2 separate regions of the Mus musculus genome follow, and region 1 is linked to region 2. A link is a contact called in public Hi-C data. All regions are on one chromosome and are shown on one strand. The core of a region is the stretch at or near the end of the contact, and the rest is flanking DNA. Distances in the headings are between cores, read along the strand shown. Region 1 overlaps Plekhh2 (pleckstrin homology domain containing, family H (with MyTH4 domain) member 2). Region 2 holds the start of 1810073O08Rik (RIKEN cDNA 1810073O08 gene).

Region 1 (4,987 bases), core at 1,412-3,911, 660 kb before region 2:
GTAGGATAACCCGGGCTATCGTTTGACCAAAGGAGACAACACATAAAATCAAAATATAATAGTGACTGCAATGAATGTTTCCTTCCTCACTATATAAAGAGTCAAACACATGGCCTCTCTTAAAACCACAAAAACCAGCTAGCCTGCAGCATTCCAAGTTATGGTTTAAATGAATAACTCTGCCTAATGTTTTGATGGATTTAGAATGCTCCTTGAGAAACAGCAACAACCAAATGTTGCATTTGGCACAACACCCCTCAGTTTAATTAAATTTGGAAACATGTATTTACAGAGGAATATCCTGGGCTTTTAAACAGTACGCTGCAGGGCTGTTTCCTCTTTCTTTAAACAGCTCCGAAAGAAGGTTCTTCAAAACTAGAGTCTAATTCATGTACTTGGAAAGGATTTATTTTTAAGACAGAACAATGACTACATCCAGACCAAAAGTGGGGTCCTTTATTAATACTATAAAGCTGTGCTTTACACTGGAGCAAAGTCTGACGACTCAGCTGAGTAATGCCAGCCCTCAGGGGGAGAGGCGGGATTATGGAGTTGGAGGCCAGCCTGGGACACCTAGCTAATACTAGACCAGCCTGAGCTGCACAGAGGGACCCTGTGTCCAAAATAAAGAGAGGGGGGGGAGAGAGAGAGAGAGAAGGAGGGGGGAGTGAGAGAGCGAGCGAGCGAGCGAGAGAGAGAGAGAGAGAGAGAGAGAGAGAGAGAGATTGGAAGCTGTGCTTTACAAATACAAACACAGACCATCTTTATGCAGTCATCTTATACTAGGATTTCTTCAAACTCTGGATCCGAAAGCATTTTAACAAAATATATTATACTAGACAAATCCTTATGGTGATGTATTGGCAGATCAAATAATTTAAAAACTGAATTTTGACCTTTGATAATAAAGGCTTTCCATATCAATGTAGTTAAAATAGATTTTACTCTAATTCTCTGTCCAACACACAAAACTCAAGCTTCCCTGGTCCTCTCATCTTATCCCCATAGTGTCTCCAACAAAAATCCTGTCACCAGCCTGGCTGACTTTAGTATCTACAAGAAACTCCTACGACACAACCTCCCATTCTTGAGTAGTTCTGAAGGGCCAGGTACTGCCTGAGCGCGCTTTACACGATTCAACGAAACCCCTTTCGTGTTTTTAACCCTTGGGGGTTGTCTCTATAACCATCTCCCATTTCACAGTTGCAGATACGGAGGTACAGGTCACACAGGTCGTGCCTAGGCAGTGTGGCTCACCAGCTTTCCCCCCTTGTCTCAGTCCAAGAGTCTCTTCAGCTTTCCATCTCCAGTAAACTCTGTCATTTCTCACACTGCCCACCCAGCCCTTGTCTTCACACCCTACGTCTTTCTTCTCCACGGGGAAAGGATTCTGTAACTTACACCCTGCAGCCGCTGACCGCCACTGCCTCCCACTCCCTGGCCCTCTCATTCACACCATCACTGTTCTTTGACCTTCTTCCCATCCCAGGCCCCCTTCCCCCCATCTGAACGTCTCCAGTGTCTCATTCCTGCCTGGTCTCTCCTCCTTCTCTGCCGACCTGCGATTTGATCATAAGACAATCCCTGCTCCAGGGCCGTGACCCAACTGCACTCATAAGCTCCTAACAAATCCATTCTGCAGACCTCACCTCTGCAGGCCTTTGCCTAGCCCAGGGGAGGGCATGAGAAGGAGAACCCCTGGTGGGCGGGTATCCGGAAACAGTTTTAGCCATGGCTGATGACTGTCGCGACAGATGGTGAGGGGACTGTACAGCCTTTACTTTTGTATGTTTGAAATTTTATAATAAAAACCGCACACTTCACACCACCACCTCGACACGCAGGCAGTAAAGCACGTTAAAAAAAATCAATTCTAGAATCCAGGTGATGGAAATATGGGTGTTTGCTGTAGAAATTCTTCCAAATCTATTTCATATTTAAAATTTACATAAGATGCTCCTGACCCCACACTCTAACATCTCTGCCTCCCACATGTGCACTGACTGGAGACACCAGAGACAAATTACTGACATGAACTGCAACCATTACAGTTCAGTGAGGCCTCAGCCATGCATGTAAAGTCCCACGTGTCTCAGGCTACACCACATTTCTAGTGACCACAGCCAACCCCTTTCCCACTTTTAGCAAAGACTTTTGTCTTAGGGAGACCAAGAAAACCAAGGACATTAGAAGTGACGTCATTCCATGTCCCTCCAATGCAGATGTTCGTCTGCAGCCCTCCTCACATCCTTCCACTGTGCCCTACCCCGACTCTCACCCACTCACTTCTGGATCTGAATCTCCCAGGTCTCCTGGCGTCTTCCTTCAGCCTGTAAATCCAGGCACATGTCTTTCCCATTCTCCTCTGACTCCACGTCCCCCAGCTGGATGCCTTCTGAAGTACTGGAGAGTCTAGACAGTCTATAAACTCGCATGCTACACTGGCCTCCCAGTTCCCCTCCATCCCTCCGCAATGTGCTGTCCTCCCAGAGCATGTCAGGCATGACCCAACTCCTGCCCAAGGGTTCCACCCCTCGGTTTTCTTGATCTCTTGGACTTTTCACCCGTGCCCCTACATGCCTTCCGTTTTATAGCGTTCCATTCTCCATTCCCTACGCTCAATACCTACAGTATGTCCTTTTTGGGTGCTTTCTCTTATCTTCATTGCTAACAGTCACTTAAATAATGCCAAGTCCTCAAGCCCTCCTGTCTCGCCAGCTTTCTCCTCCTGAACACACAGTGCTATGCCGTTCACCAGGAGGTTACAGGATAACTGTGTGAGGTAATGTCTCCAGAAATTGAGCTCAGGTTGCCGGCTGGATTGAGCCACCTTGCTAGCCTGTGCTGCTCCTTGGGTTAGGTGTCCTTCTGGGACCCAAAGCATCAGTATGTCCCCAATCCGCCTGCCCATCTCCTGAACGTTGCTCCTTCCTCACGAGCGTTCTTACCTAGTCCCACCCTTCATCTGGATACTTATAAAATCCTGTCCACTTCCTAACCCCAGTCCAGGCTGCTCTTACTGATGGCCACCACTTAAATTCGACTTCCTGTTTTGTTTCCCATAATAGTTTAGAGCCTCATGTGTACGAGAGCCGTGGCTTCAGCTATTCTTAGGCTCTATCATGCCTCCCACAAATTCATCTTCCTCAGTGAGCAAGCTGTTAACAGCATCCATGTGTCCATGTCCCCCCGGAGGACTCTGATTTTAAAGAAACTTTTGAAGGACAAGATCCAGAATTAAATCAGTCAAGTTCTTCATAAATGTCTTCACAATATGCATAGTATTAGTAATATTTAATTGTTATGTTTTATTCTTAGTAAAAATATTATCAGGTGCCAAAGTGGCATCTCTCTCTCTCTCTCTCTCTCTCTCTCTCTCATACCTCTATTCTGCGCACACAGAGGTGGATGGATCTCTGTGAGTTTAAGGCCAGCCAGTCTACATAGTGAGTTACAGGCCCCCCCAGGGCCACATAGTGAGACCCTGCCTGACAAAAACAATCCTAAGCATCAGGAGAGAAATCTTCGCATCCTGCCCACAAGCACAAATGGCTGAGTTATTTAACTCCATTGTTTAAGCTCATTTAAAACGCAGGCATGGGCTGGAGAGGTGACTTACTGAGTAAAGGTGTTTGCTGCACTTGTCTGACCCTGATGAAGGACTCCTCGAACCCATGTAAACCCCAGTGCTAGGGGTGCAGACACAGGAACACCCCAAAGCCTGCTAAGCCAGCCAGTCTAAGCTCCTGTCAGCTCCAGGCTCAGTAAGAGAAACAAACAAAGCTAGGTGGACAGCACTTGAAGACACTTGACCTGAACTTCTAACTTATACATACACGCAGCTCACACACATACACATATTCACGCATACACCGCACTCTCACACGCACACATTCACATGCACACACTTACATATACATAGACATAGTCATAAACATAGACATAGACACACACACACATAGACATAGACACACACACACATTCACCATACACACACACACACACACACACATTCACCATACACACACACACACACACACACACACACACACCCCTAGCACGTGTCCCTGTTGAATACACTGGTGAATTCTTACTTTTGGTGCTGAGTGTGTTACCCATGTTATCATTAGATACAAGTGACAGAGTAGTAGATATACAGTTTTCACCTCTTAACATAACAGGACTCAAGCACATCACTATGAATGTTTTACTATGCATTCTCAAAAGTGACCAACAGGATGTTTTAAACATTTGAATGAATATGGACTCCATCCTTTGTAAGTCCCTATAGTCTCCTGCAAATGAAAACTTCTGAAGACAGATTCTTCCAACAGAGAGGACTCAGATGGAATGTTTAAAAATGCTTTATACATGCTTAAAATCACATCTATCATCTATCTATCTATCTATCTATCTATCCATCCATCCCAATGGATAAGCACAAGCTACACTACATGTGTGGAGTCAGAGGACAGTGTGTGAGAACTGTCCTCTTCATACCAGAGACTACATCCGAGGCGTGGCCTGGGTGCCTTTATCTGCTGAGCTAGCATCTCACCAACCCCCAAATGGATGTGTTTTTAAAATATTTGATATTTGGGCTGGGGGAGGCATGCTCAGAAGGTGAAGTGCATACTATTAAATATCAGGACCTGAGTTTATTCCAGCACCCAGAGAAAAAGCCAGGCACTGTGGTGTGTGCTTTTAATCCCCTTGTGTGGAAGAGGATTGATCCCTCAGGACTCTGACCAGCTAGCCTTGTTGATAAACCTTTGTCTCACAGAACAAGCTCAGGGCTGGTGGGTGCTTAACACCATGTCTAGTGGTCTGCACTTAACCTCAGAACCCTCAGGTTAAAGATGAGAACCATCTCCCACATGTAAGTACTTAGTGCAATAGGAGTATGTCATGATGTATTGTGAAGTCTCTCATGCACAAATTCTCTCTCTCTCTCTCTCTCTCTCTCTCTCTCTCTCTCTCTCTCTCT
Region 2 (5,045 bases), core at 886-3,385:
CCTCCACTGGTACCGAGCTCCAAAGCTCTGCAGACTTCTTGTAACTCCTTTCATTTGTAGTTCTTCTGCCATGTCTGGGGTATGATTTATCTCACAGATACTAGAGACTTGGTCCCCAATGCAACGCTATTAGAAGGATGGTCGAACCTTCAAGAAAGAAATAATTGAGTTATGAAAATGCCACCCTCAGAAGGAATGCCTACCCCAAGAGAGTGGGCTAGCTCATCGTGGGAAAAAAACTAGTTCCGTGTGTGACACTCACAGCCCCTATTTGTGCTCCCACCAGGTGATGTCATCCGCCATATTGTTACAGAACACTGTCATCCAGAAGCCACATGGAGTGGGCTACTTGATCATGGTGTCTGAGCTTCCCAAACTGTAAGCAAAATAAACCTCTTTATATTATAATTATCCCACCTCAGGTATTTTGTCATAGAAACATACAACAGACTAAGATGGGGCTAGAGAGATGGGTTAGCAGCTAAGAGCAGGCATACTGCTTATATAGAGGACCCAAGTTCAGTTTCCAGCACCCACCTATGGTAGCTCACACCATGTATAATTCCAGCTAGTTCCTAAGGATCTATACTCTATTCTGGACTCTGCAGGCACCTGCCCTCATACATATAGCTATGCATGCATGTGTGCGCTCTCTCGAGTGTGTATACACACACACACACACATAATTGTACACATAATCAAAAATGAAAATAAATCTTAAAAAAGGATATATCCTTTTTCATTGCATTTATTTATACATACACACATATATGCATATACATATATTTCTAAAGTGTGTATATACACATATATATGTGCACACATGCACATGCGTAGAGGACTGTTTTCAGGATCTGGTTCTCTCCTTCCACCATATGGGTCCTAGGGATTGAACCCGGGTCACCAGGCTCAGTGATATCTCCCTGAACTATGATATATTCTAAGAAACAAAAATCATGAACCAGACAGTAGAAAAAGATGTTCGGTTAGCCTCCAGGAACTCTATATTCACAGCTGTTATGGCCTGAACCCAGACCGTGCCAACTCCGCATGGTACCGTCTAGCAGACTGGAGTGAGGTCTAACCTCAACTTGCACCCAGGATGAATGAGAACAGTGGGAGGGGCATGGGGGTGAAGTTCCTGCCCTGGGTCTTCGGCTGCCTAAGGTCTTGTTTTGCTTCTTTGAGGAGACCTGCTCCTCCCTCCCTCAGCCTTAGTGTCTCTGTTCCAGGGCAGTACCAATTCTAAGACCTTGATTAATTCTTAAGGAATATTCCAAAACTATCATCTAAGAGTCAAGACCCTGGGTTCAAGATCTGGGATGACTGGAGTATCAAGTTAGGAAGACTGGCCAGAGCAGATCAGCTCCAGAATAATAGAGCTATGAGCCCCAGACCAGCCAAAGCTGACGGCACTGAGCAGGACTTCACTGGTCTTCCGCTCAGGAAAACCCCATTCTGCCCTTAGCCAGCAGGAGAAAGAAAACAGGAAACACATGTTCTTAAAGGGACGCTGTGCACCTAGACTCAAGATGCCCTCCAGGGAGTCTGTGCCCTACATGGGGGCTTCTTACCCAGCCTGGGGAACCTGCCCTGATCGGCCCTTGAAGAAGAGAAACATTTGTCAAACTTATACAAAAAACACCAAAACTGTAGGCAGGATATTTGTAGTCTTACTAATTCCTGTGCAACCTTGAGCAAGGGGGCTCAGCCTCTCTGGGCCTGTGTTCTCTCTCTCTCTCTCTCTCTCTCTCTCTCTCTCTCTCTTTTCTCTGCTTCACACACCTCACTGGCTTTGCAACTATAAAGTATCACACACATAAAAACAAGTAGGAATGCCAGCGAGTCTTCCCATGCTCCCCACCGCTCCCCGTGCTCCCCTCCATTCCCCGTGCTCCCCACCCCTTCCTGCAAGTTCTAAGTTCCAGGATGCCTCCTCCAATTGCCCCAGAGGAGTGACTCACCCATGATGGCCCCTCTGGCATTCATCCTTTGCTTCTTCTCCTGTCAGGAGCTTGGCATCCTTCTCATCAGGTGTCTGGTCATCCTGTCATAAACTCAGAAACACCTTGAGGTCTGGCAGCCTGGCTACTCTTCATGTCCCTCCTTTTGGCAGCAGGTGTGTAAGAAGCCCTGGCTAGAGGTACAAGGCCTGGGTGAGAGAAAGCACGTTGTGACGTGCCTGAGCTCCACCCACATCTCTTCCTTTGATCCAGTTCTGACTGATGGGGACTTTTGGACTTGACCATCACAGTTGCTGGGCCCAGGTCACCGAGCCCAGAGGAGAGCAACCTGAAGTGGACTCTAGGGTCTCTTAGAGGAGACTTGGGAGGCACTCAGAATGCCTGAAGTTTTAAGAGGATAATGTGTGTACCAGCTCGTTGAGGGTGTCCACCTGTGCCCTCCATTTCCCCTCAGGAACATCCATGGTTTTTCCTTTTAAAACCGGGCCTGGGACCAATAACCTACCAAGCATCTTAAAGAAGGGCTAAGAATGGCTGGGCAGTGGCGGTGCATGCCTTTAATGTCAGCACTCAGGCAGAGACAGGGGCAGGGGCAGGGGCAGGGACAGGGGCAGGGGCAGAGGCAGAGGCAGGTGGGTCTCTTTGAGTTTGAGAGCAGCCTCATCTATAGAACATGTTCCAGGAGAGCCAGGGCTACACAGAGAAACTCTGTCTCAAGCAAACAAACAAACACAAACGAGGAGAGCTAAAAGGCCTCCTGAGGAGGGAGCATCCTGGGCTATGGGCTCAGCTCTATGAGCAGAGCAGAGCAGCTAAAAGCATGGAGATGGGTGGGTGTGAGCCTGGTCCTCACCGTGAGAACAAAATCTAAGCGGTAGATGGTAGCACCCAGGCCGAGGAGACAAGATGAGCTTGCGCCTCCTGTCTCTCTCTCTCCTGTGTGCCTGCTGACTGCAGAGGACTCTGAGCCATCCCATAAGGAGAGCAGAGTCATTGAGAGTCTGGGCCCCTGAGGCAGCACACAGACAGCCTCCTCCCAGCCAGGAGCCCACCCCAGGCGGTTCAGTCAGGGAAATGTGAGGATCTGTTTGTTTTACCAGCAAACATTACAGTGAGGCGAGTACTTAATGGGGGCAAGACTGCAGGAAAAACGGCCCGACGCTTCTAGTATCTTCTGGCCCACCTCCAACGTGGGCTTTGGAGTGTGGTCAGGTTCCCTCACTCAACCCTGATGTCATAAGTGTGCTATGTCAGAAACACAGATGAATGCGTTGGAGTCCTTTCACGATGTCAGCATGTGTTGAGTAACAAGAAATCTACAAGGTACAGCTGCTCCACTGGCAGAATGTCAGCAAGTAGCCTCGCTTGCCTTGATAGCTCTGGCCAAGGCAAACACCGTTTCTTTTTATTATAATCTTAACTGCTAATATTAACTCTCAGATCATACATCATGCAAACACATGGACACACAGAGAGAGAGAGCTTTAAAAAAGCAAAACAAAAAAGTCCACAGAAGTGTTCAAGAGATTTCAAAAGAGACCAGAGAGGCATGGAAACATCAAAAAGAGTCTCCAAAGGGGAACAGTGGACCAGGATGGGAGCTCTGCTGAGTGATCGCTGGAGCCCTGCTGCTGATAAGCCACAGGTTTGAGCAGAGTTCCAGAGAAAGGAGTCTAAAGGCAGAGGCAGTACAGAACTGTGGAGGCTGGAGGAGCAATAGGCGAACAGGTCTGGATATACGGACAGACAGAAGACCCAGAGAGACAAACGGGAAGATAGGCATATCTGCAAGTCAAGTAGGCTGCATCAACAGTGGGGACCAAAGTAAGCAGAGGTCCCTGGAACAGCTGGGAGCTCTCTCTTTTAGGGCCCTAGGCACACCCTCTGCATGAGCTGGGTGGCCAGATGATGAGCTGATGGGGCCATGGCTATTGAAGAGTTAAGTGTCCTTCTCCCTTGGGGTCCTTTAAGGGAGTTTCACCCTTTCCGGTCTGTTTTTCTTGACATGATTTTTAATATGCCCTTCACTCTTCTAGACTGGATTTATTCTAGGCTGGCACCCAAGAATAAGTCGTTTATCACTCTTTATCAAGTGGTTGGTGGGTCCCATAGATGGCACTGTCCGCATGTCCACCTCTTCCATCCTCAGAATGGAGTCAAAAGCTACTTGCAAAGTGGAGTTTCTTGGGCCAAGGAATAGTATGAAAACCACTATTCTATTCAATAGAGAGTAAGTTAGGGTGGGGCACTGCCTGATCATGTGTCATGGTGGGCCCGGTAGATGGAAGCTTTAAGCCTGAACACTGGGTGCATTTGTTCTTGCCTAACCTTGCATCTTCCTGTTCCCATCCTAATCCCACCCAGGCTGGCCATGCTGACCCTGTTTAGCAGGCTCCTGGTTGAAACCTGTCTATTCCAGCTGTTAGCAGTATACTTCTAGGGCCTCTCCACTCTGCTTTGGGGCTCTCTAGGACCCAAGTCCCTCTTCTTCCCTTTCTGGGTACTACCCCTTCCTTTCTCAGAGGCTGCTGAGCTCTGTGATCATCCAGAGGACAGATGAGGCTTGCCTGTATAACAGGCTCACACTGATGCAATGCCTTCATGCTACGGGCTGTCTGTGCCTTGACCACTTGACAAGGAGCAAGCCCAAGGTATAGACACTGGACCACCAACCTGCTTCTGTACCTGGTGTTATCATCCCATTTTACAGATAAGAAGACCTAGGACTCCAAGAGTAGAGCCTGTGCTCTGACATCACTATGTCACATTGCCTAGAAGCCATAGATGCTCAGTAAATTTGTTAAGCAAAACAGATGTGGCAGACTGACTCCCAGTGGTAAATGAAGTCCCCTAGTGTGAGGGGGTTCTGTGGCATTCTGAGGATGCTCCCTGAAGACTGAGGGAGGGTCACATGATCTCACTGGCCTGGCTTATCTACCAAGGTTTTCAGGAGTGTGTGTGGTGTGTACTTATATGTATGTGTGTGTCCTACAAAGACCTGGCAAGGGAAGTACAAGAGATTTTTGGTGCTAGGTAATAGAAAGAGGACACAAATATAAGAGATATACTGTCTTAGTTGGG

The links. A called contact is a pair of places that touch in the nucleus more often than the background predicts.
Region 1: a Hi-C map of bone marrow-derived macrophages shows a contact between it and region 2, with 18 read pairs. The contact joins the enhancer-like site here to the promoter of 1810073O08Rik in region 2. A contact is called at or near these places in 1 of 39 promoter capture datasets (the C10 cell line), 1 of 484 Hi-C or Micro-C datasets (bone marrow-derived macrophages) and 1 of 115 datasets of contacts at active chromatin or transcription factors (pancreatic cancer cells).

What each region holds. Positions count from the first base shown.
Region 1 is chr17:84,577,490-84,582,476 of GRCm38.p6, reverse strand. All of the region lies in intron 15 of Plekhh2 (pleckstrin homology domain containing, family H (with MyTH4 domain) member 2), which reads right to left. Among named protein-coding and RNA genes, the nearest start is that of 4930500A05Rik, 27 kb to the right of the region's middle. Within about 2 kb of position 2,661, at least 7 of the 459 cell types and tissues checked have an H3K27ac peak or open chromatin away from gene starts, as enhancers often do. A contact at or near this core is called in bone marrow-derived macrophages, where this site is marked.
Region 2 is chr17:83,915,024-83,920,068 of GRCm38.p6, reverse strand. It overlaps 1810073O08Rik (RIKEN cDNA 1810073O08 gene), which reads right to left and starts at 2,135. Exons shown (of 2, transcript NR_166916.2): 1 at 1,965-2,135; 2 at 1-147.